Linked DNA regions of Sus scrofa: all the other regions are linked to region 3. A link is a contact called in public HiChIP or PLAC-seq and promoter capture Hi-C data. All regions are on one chromosome and are shown on one strand. Each heading gives the region's core, a stretch centred on a gene start, on an enhancer-like site or on the middle of the called end of the contact. The rest is flanking DNA. Distances are from core to core; before and after follow the strand shown. Region 1 holds the start of PPP1R21 (protein phosphatase 1 regulatory subunit 21). Region 2 holds the start of FOXN2 (forkhead box protein N2). Region 3 holds the start of FBXO11 (F-box only protein 11).

The links. Promoter capture Hi-C pulls out the DNA fragments that hold promoters and counts their contacts. HiChIP or PLAC-seq counts read pairs in DNA pulled down with a chosen protein or histone mark.
Region 1: a promoter capture Hi-C map of fetal liver shows a contact between it and region 3, with 8 times the contacts expected there. The contact joins the promoter of PPP1R21 here to the promoter of FBXO11 in region 3. A contact is called at or near these places in 2 of 5 promoter capture datasets (fetal liver and liver), 18 of 47 Hi-C or Micro-C datasets (alveolar macrophages, blood, embryonic fibroblasts and 11 more) and 2 of 2 datasets of contacts at active chromatin or transcription factors (alveolar macrophages and skeletal muscle).
Region 2: a contact with region 3 is called in an H3K27ac HiChIP or PLAC-seq map of alveolar macrophages. The contact joins the promoter of FOXN2 here to the promoter of FBXO11 in region 3. A contact is called at or near these places in 1 of 5 promoter capture datasets (liver), 5 of 47 Hi-C or Micro-C datasets (alveolar macrophages, fibroblasts, heart right ventricle and 2 more) and 2 of 2 datasets of contacts at active chromatin or transcription factors (alveolar macrophages and skeletal muscle).

Annotation. Positions count from the first base shown.
Region 1 is chr3:92,226,417-92,229,116 of Sscrofa11.1, forward strand. It overlaps PPP1R21 (protein phosphatase 1 regulatory subunit 21), which reads right to left and starts at 1,303. Exons shown (of 22, transcript XM_003125155.6): 1 at 1,109-1,303. The coding sequence starts at 1,165.
Region 2 is chr3:92,335,808-92,338,507 of Sscrofa11.1, forward strand. It overlaps FOXN2 (forkhead box protein N2), which reads right to left and starts at 1,310. Exons shown (of 6, transcript XM_013987898.2): 1 at 1,195-1,310.
Region 3 is chr3:92,694,975-92,697,674 of Sscrofa11.1, forward strand. It overlaps FBXO11 (F-box only protein 11), which reads left to right and starts at 1,428. Exons shown (of 23, transcript XM_003354838.5): 1 at 1,428-2,470. The coding sequence starts at 2,248.

The DNA.
Region 1 (2,700 bases), core at 53-2,552, 470 kb before region 3:
ACCCTGCCACAGGCTCTTAAGACATTCAAATGGAAGTGCAAGAAGTTTTGCCAATGGTAGCACCGTTGGAGTAAGTGTAGTATCTGAGGCTTCCATTTGATGATGGAAAGACTTAAAGTGTGCATGTTTTAGGCATGGGTTTTATTTTTCAAAGAATATTTCATTTCACCTTGCTGCATATTTGTTAAATGAAAACGTGTCTCAATTTCTCCAAATTGTAAAAAGGGGGCTGTCTTCCCATTGCTCCGATGAATGCCAAGATCACTGAAAACTAAGTTCAATGACTACTGAATCAATTTCTAAATATGTAAGATTCCGCTTTTATAACTTCATTAGAATATGCTTGAGGCAGAACCACCCTATCCAGAAAAGCAGCACCGCCCTTTTCCAAGAAAAAAGGTTCCATCATTTAAAAGACAGATGCCATAAATATGACAAAAGGGGAGATTCCTATTTTGCTTAGTTCAACACGTATTGAGCACCTGCTGGGTAATCCGTCCCACGCCAGGTGATTCGTGAAAAAGAAGGAGAAAAAGACACAGCCCTAGCACTAAAGCTTTCAAAAGCATTTCCAGACAACATCTTGCCACAGCACTGAATCCATTCGTAACCACCCATCTCTGGTGCATCAGTTTACGCGCATGACTCTATTTACATTTTTGATTTGACCGGGGGCAGATGAATTTCTATCCTCATATCATCCCTGTGGGAAGGGAAAAAGCTTGCTCTTTCCCATCACTGGGCTGGGAAAACTGAGGAAGCAGAAGTGGAGGAGTGGTCCTCACCTTTCCCTTCCCCTCCCGACCAGCACCAGAGACGGAAGCCAGGATTTTGACATCCCAGTACAAGCCCGTTAGTTCAGTGAGAAGGAAGAATCAAACTCCTGCGCCTTCCCGCAGAAATGCACACGGACCCAGACACCGCCCGGCCCCATCTCCTGGGAGCTGCAGGTGGAAGCACGGTAATGGAGGACAGAGGAGGCGGAGGAAAGAGGAGGGGAGCATTCGCGTGCCCCTTCCGCCGTCCCCCTCTGTCCTGACAAGTCGCTGCCAAGGCAACCTGAGGCCGTAGGGCCAGGGACCCCCTACTCCCCGCATACGACGGGTACCTTCGAGTACTCCTGAGCCAGCTTCTGGTACTTCCCCTGCAACTCTGCCGAGGCCATGGCCTCCCCCGCCCCGTCAAGGCCGGGCTGCCCAGGCCGCTCAGCCCCGCCCCCCGCCCCCAACCCCAGACACGCTGTCGGGCTCGGCTCAGCCACCGCCTGCCCGATCTGCCACCGCCGCCGCCGCACCTCCTCCTCCACTTCCGGGTTCGCCCGGTGAGAGGAAGGCGGAGTGGAGCCGGAGGCGGAGCAACCACCGGGGGCGGGACGACGTCTTGACGTCACCGTCCCACCCTCCCGCGCCCGAGCACGTGCGCGCGCAGCCTCGTTGGCGCTTCTGGGCTTTGCCTCTGGGACCAGGGGGCGCCATCTTGACGCATGGTCCAAGATGGCCACCTAGAACAGGAAAGGAGAGAATCGAAATGGGAAGAGAATGATGAAAGCCCACAGAATGGGCGGGGGACCGAAGAGAGAGGCGGTGGTTGCGAAGAACCGACGACCGGAAGAAGAAATATTCTAAGCGTGCATCAAGAATTCTGGCCGAACGCGCGCGCGCGCGCGCGCACACACACACACACACACACACACACACACACACACACACACACACCGGTTCCCATAGCAACCGTCTGGCGTTTGATGATTACATCTTTCAGAAGACGCGCGGAAAGACCTCTATATTCCGCTACCTCGTAATCTGAATATGGTAGCACCGGACATGCCCTGCCTTGTAAACTCTCTGATCTCCCTCAAATTTATAGCGTTCGCTGCTGCCACCCTCCCAAACTCCAGACCAAACCGTCATTGTCTTATATTTTGACCTTGAGATGTCTTTGTATCCATTCCATACTCACACTACATCCACCCACCCCTGCCCCCACACGGGCATGGCACCAGAGCCTTTTTCAGTAGATTGGGTAAAAAGGCTTTAGAAAATTTCAGAGATTGACCCCTGCCACGCATGGAGATAGAATGGATGTTAAATGACAAATAATGATAGTTGAAGCAAAAAATATTCTGCCTAAAATATTTTATGCCATTTCATTCGTTAAATATGTTTTGAGGACATACTGTATGTTAGATACTGCTCTAAGCATTGCATTTATTGCAGCATTGAAGCATACATAGAGGAATGAATAAATTTAGAATATATGTTTGCCATAAATTGTCACACGGCTGTTTGAAACTAATAACCTAGATCTGTATATATCTGCACATGTCATATCAAGATGAAAAAACACTATGTTAAATGTAAAAACAAATGTCAATTTACTATAGCGTGATAAGATACATTTAAAAAATATGAAGCAACATTTGTACTGCTCATGTACACATGAACATGTGCTAAAAATAAAAAACAAGAACTGGGAATATACACATCAAATTCTGGGTTGTGATTGCCCCTAATGAGAAAAAGAAGAAAGGAATGAAAAAAGGAAAACAAAGGAGCATAAACTTTAATTTTTTCAGGATGTTAACATTTATTATCCTGTACAGGGGGTGTTAACTATATTGGCATTTTAGAATGCTTGAAATTTTCCATGATTGAAAAAACTGCTATCCTGGTTTCTTGTTTGATTATGAGGAATTCCAGG
Region 2 (2,700 bases), core at 60-2,559, 360 kb before region 3:
CCCACCGTCCTCCCGGGTTCCAGACTCGCGGATGCTGCGGTGGGGAGAACTCAAAAAGCTGAACTATCTCACACACGCCCTCACGACCTCTCACCTTCCCAGGAAAGAGGACTTAAGGGCAGAGATAACCACCGGGCCAAGAGAAGCCGCGAACAGGAAGTGTCCATATTGCTGCGCAAAAACACTAACTCCCACCCTACCAAAACGGCCCCCCTCAGAGGCCCCGGGGGCGCCTGCTGAAGGAGTGGCCAGAGGGTGCCGAGCTCGGCCACCCCCACATCCGGGACCCGCCCCTGCCCACTCCAACGCCCGGTCGCCCCACTGCTCGAAGTTCATTCCCGGCCGCGCCCGGCGCCTCCCCGGCCACTATTTGGCCGGGCCCAGCCAGTCTGCCCGGTCCCGGACAGGACCCCACGCCTGGCACGTCTCGCTGCACTTCAAGCCGGGGGAGGGGGTGTTGCAAAGACTCTCGGCGGGTTTGGGGCGCTTCCTCTAATAACTGGCCCTGAGTCGAGCCTTAAGCTTCCTCAGAGCCAACTCCGAGCCTTTCCGAACAGCCGGCACCCCTCCCGGGCGATCATTACCACTCAGGAAAAACTAACTCCTCACGGAGCCGCACCCCCTCAGTTCACCACCCCCCGGGAGCCCACACAACCCAAGCCGCACGCAAGAGAGAACTCTGCGCCGGCGCCAATTCCTCCCCGGACAAAAATGTCCGGACGCGTCACGGGACAGCCGCCTCCGCGCCCCACACCCGGCGCCTGCCGCACGCGCTGCCTCCACGCCCGGGAGCGGCTCCGCGAGTCCGCGCGGGGAGCGCGAACGCCGGGCGGCGCCGGCTGGGGAGGGCTACGCTCCGCCTGGGACTCACCATCAGCTCGGCCGCGGCAGCGGAGAGGCGAGGGACAGGCAGGGGAAGACACAATATGGCAGAGAACCGCAGCTGCTCCCGGCGGCTTCCAGCAGCCGCCTCCGGGAAGACGCGGCGAGAAGGCAGCAGCAGCTGCGGTGGCAGCAGCGGCAGTACCACATCCCCCCTCCCGCTCGCTTCCTCCCCCTCCCTCTACCCTCCCCCGCTGCTATGGCAACGCGGCGCCAAGGAGATTAGCCCCGCCCCTCCCTCTGGTCCCCGCCTCCAGCGACCCCTAGGGAGGGGGTTCCACCAGTCTCTCCCTGTCCCCTCCCACTTCCTACCGAAGGGCCGGTCCGGGACCGGCTGGCTGCCCAGAACTGCGGGTGGGAGAGGAAAAGGGGGTAGATGCGGTGTCCGGAAGGGCGGGGCTCGCACGGAAGGCAGGGCGGAGACGTTGTGGGCCAGTCGGGTTTCGGGCTGAGGAAGGGCTGGGGAAGGCGGGAAAATGGAAAGGCCTCGCCCGTCCCGGAAGGACCTATAGGAGTGCAGCAGTGCGCGGCGCGACTGCTGAGTGGCCGAGGTGGTGTGGGGGCGGGGCGAGATGAGGCGGGACGAGCGTGGCGGTCTGGCTGGGGCGACCCGCGGAGGCTGCGGTGGGACTGTAGCGACGACCGCAACAGCGCGAGCTTCAGTGGGTTTCTTCAAGAGCTTTCCGCCATTGACCAGGCTTTGAAAGCGCTTTACGAACGGTAAAGCATTAATAGACACTTAAAGTCGTATCACCCGCGCTTGACTGAAATTTTATGTGGCGATTAAAGTTAACGTGTGTGAGACAAAAAAAAAAAAAAAAAGATTTTGGTATAAGATTCAAAATTTAATAAGCATAGCATTTACTGACCTCTCACAGAGTGCTAGGTACAGGGCTAAGTTCTTTACGTGCATTGTCATAATCATAATGCTGAGACACATTGCCACATAAAACACAGGCGACCCCCGTTAAATCTGAATTTCAGGCAAATGTGGAATAGCTTTTTAGCATAAGAATGTTCCCTTTGGTATATACCTTCCAGTTTTGTTTTGTTTGCTAAATCCACCAACGCTATTCTAATTCTTACTAATTCCCACTTTACAGATAGAGAAACTGAGGCGGACAAAACTAAGACTCCATTTTACATTGTCATTTTGACCCTGATAATTAAATATCTGAATTCCTATATCCACATCTTCAAAAACTAGAGTAATGATGCTTTTCTCACAAATGTGTTTGAATGAATTTTTTTAAGGGTATGTGAGAGAGACCTGGACAGTGATTGAGGCATGCTAGGTAGGTGCTAACAGAAGTTCATTTCCTTCCAGAACAATGAATGTTAACTGTTTATGTGCCAGGCTCTAAGTATAAAGTGAGCAGAATATGAAACAAGATGCCTACTGATAATGAAACAAATTAAGCTGTAAGGATGACACAGACACCAAAGAATTATAGGTGTTAACAGTATACAGTAACAAAAATGGAAGTGGTTGACCCTCTCATTCCACAGATGAAAACACCATGTCTACATGATTGTCCAAAGTCATCTACCACTTCCATTTGTTTTTTATTACACTGTCCTGGAGGACAATCCATAGGTGCATTCAGAGTAAGAGACCACAGGATTTCCCTCTGTGGCTCAGACATTAATGAACCTGAATAGTATCCGTGAGGTTCAATGCCTGGCTTTGCTCAGTGGGTCAATGATCCGGCATTGCTGGGAGCTTTGGTGTAGGTCAAAGATGCAGCTTGGATCCACTTTGCTATGGCTCTGGCATAGGCCAGCATCTACAGCTCTGATTTGAGCCCTAGCCTGGGA
Region 3 (2,700 bases), core at 178-2,677:
GGTTGAGAATCTGGCATTGTTGTGAGCTGCGGATTAGGTCGCAGACGCTGCTCCAATCCAGAGTCGGTGTGGCTGTGGCTAGGCCAGCAGCTGTAGCTCCGACTGGACCCTAGCCTGGGGACCTCCATATGCAGCGGGTGCGGCCCTAGAAAAGACAAAAATTTTTTAAATTAAAAAAAAAAAAGGTGAGGCGACCCTGATACCTAGAAAGATGCCTGGAGGCACATATCAAAATCAGAGACTCAAATATCCTACACGATACTGCCTCTCCCGGCTCTCTCCTGCCTCCCCAAATCCACTCTCCCCAGTCACCTTTACTTCCCTTATGTACTTTGTAACACAGTCATCTATCTCAAACCTAAGACAGCAACTGATCAAACTCAAATGAAAAAATCACCCAAAGGCCTGAAAAGAAGGGAATCAGGTAAACTGCCAGTTTTACCATAGCCAGTCAATGATAAACAAAAGAGAAAGAAGAGAATTGAGAAAGGGTATCTTTTTAGTCTTTACAACAGCAGCAAGGGAATAAAAACGCATTTTCCTTGGGGAGAGATTATGCTGAGGGGACCAGATACAGACACAAAAGATAATTCCCCCTGGGTTTTTTTCTTTTGCTTTGCGTTTGTGAGATCTACACACATACACACACAATTACAACCTCAACACTTTTACTTCTCTCTTCTTCTCACATATTATTTTCCCAAATATTATATTGACCACACTGCCCAAAAGTAAATTTACCTTTTTGGTAATACCTTACCTATTACGTATTGACCACACCTTTTCAAGATCTTGATGACTCCTATTATACTACGACTGGGAACCGACTCCAAACTTCGGTTACCAAGCTTAAAGATCGGTAAAGTGGATCTCCAAGGTTCTCAAATACCCTCAGCTTGACTAAAGGGCACAGAATCTCTAGCGCTCCCTACAGCTCAGACTTTGAACCTACCTACCACAAGAAGCCTAAATTATCAAAGATTGGCTACCTTGCTCCACTTTTTTTTTTTTTTTCCGCTTAAAAAATCGGGTGAAGGAAAGGGGGGATAGGCTGAAACAGCGAACCGAAGGATTAATCACTTCTCCCCATTACATCAGCAGCCCCCGCCCTTTCCTCCCAGCACCTCCTCTCCTAGAATCGTCGCTACGCACTAACGCTCTCTTCGCCCACCCCCCGCTCTATTATATGCCCTGATACCTCCCCATTATCACCCGCCCCGCCACACTCCCCCTTTCCTCCTTCCCCCTCCTTGGCGGGGGAGGGAGAAACCCGAGAGAGGAAACAGGGCGTTGAAGGAAGGGACTTGGCGATAAGAGCGGAAGCCCCATTGGGCCGAAGGTTGTATGAACGCCTCCCATTGGCTGCTTGGCCGGAATCCCCTCCTCTCTTCTTCCCCGCCCATTCGCCCCTCCCCCCGCCGCCCCGCGGCCCTCCCCTGCGCCCCCGGCCAGCCCCGCGGCGGGGAGGGACCGACTGGGCGAGAGGTGGCTCCGGCGGTGTCAATGGCTCCTCCTGCCACGGAGCAGCAGCAGAAGCAACGGCGACGGGGCTGAAGAGGAGGAGGAGGAAAGGTTCCTTTAAGGAGGAGGAACGACGACGCCTCTTTTTCCCCCTATCTCCTCCCTTCATACTCATTTCCCCTTCGCCGAGGAGAGAAGGGGGGGAGGAGAGAGAAGAGGCCGAAGAAAGAGAAAAAATTCCTCTCAGAAATCTCTTTCAGGGGGTGCGGGGGGGAGGAAGAGGGAAAAAAAGAGCCGGGCGCCCCCTGCTCCCTCCCTCCCTTCTCTCCTTCTCTTCTCCTCCTTCTCCCTTCCTCGCCCGCCCGCCCACTCCCCCCCGCCGCCGGAGACGCCGCTCGGGAGTCGGCGGGACCGGGGTCTGTCTCCTCTGCCGCCGACGCCGCGCTTCGCCTCGGGATCCCCAGGCGGGCAGACGCCCTTTCTTTCTTTCTCTCCCTCTGCCCGTCTTTCTGTCTCCGTCCCTCGCGGCCGCCCCGCCCGGCGGCCTCGGCCTTCCCCGTGCGTCAGGCCCGCCCGCCCGGCCTCGCTCGGTCTCTGTCTGTCTCCACGGGCCTTTCTCTTGACTAGGGGTCTCGCTCGCCCCTCCGCCCTTACCGTCTCCCCTTCCCCTCTCCCCCTTTCCTTCCTCCTCCCCTCTCCCCACCCCCTTCTCCTACTCCGGAGCTCGCGGTGCGTGTGCGTGTGTGTGTGTGTCCCTCCGCCAAAGCCGCCACCTCAGCCCGGCAAATGAACTCCGTCCGAGCCGCCAACCGGAGACCCAGGCGAGTGTCGCGGCCGCGCCCGGTGCAGCAGCAGCAGCAGCCCCCGCAGCAGCCGCCGCCGCAGCCGCCCCAGCAGCCGCCGCAGCAGCAGCCTCCGCCGCCGCCGCAGCAGCAGCAGCAGCAGCCTCCGCCGCCACCACCGCCGCCTCCGCCGCTGCCCCAGGAGCGGAACAACGCCGGCGAGCGGGGTAAGGCCGCGCTCTCTCCCTGCCTCCCGCCGGCTTGGGCGCCCGACCGGCCGGGACCCGCGGGGAGGGAGGCCAGGGCGGGCGGGGGCGGCCTGTGCGCCCGAGGGTGGGAGCCGGAGGCTGAGTGGAGGCGGGTCCCCCGTTGCCGCAGTGTCAGCCCGGCCGGGGCCCCGGCCGGCAGGAAAAGCCGTGGCTTCCCCACTCGCTCCGGCTCTAGCTCAGGCCGCGCT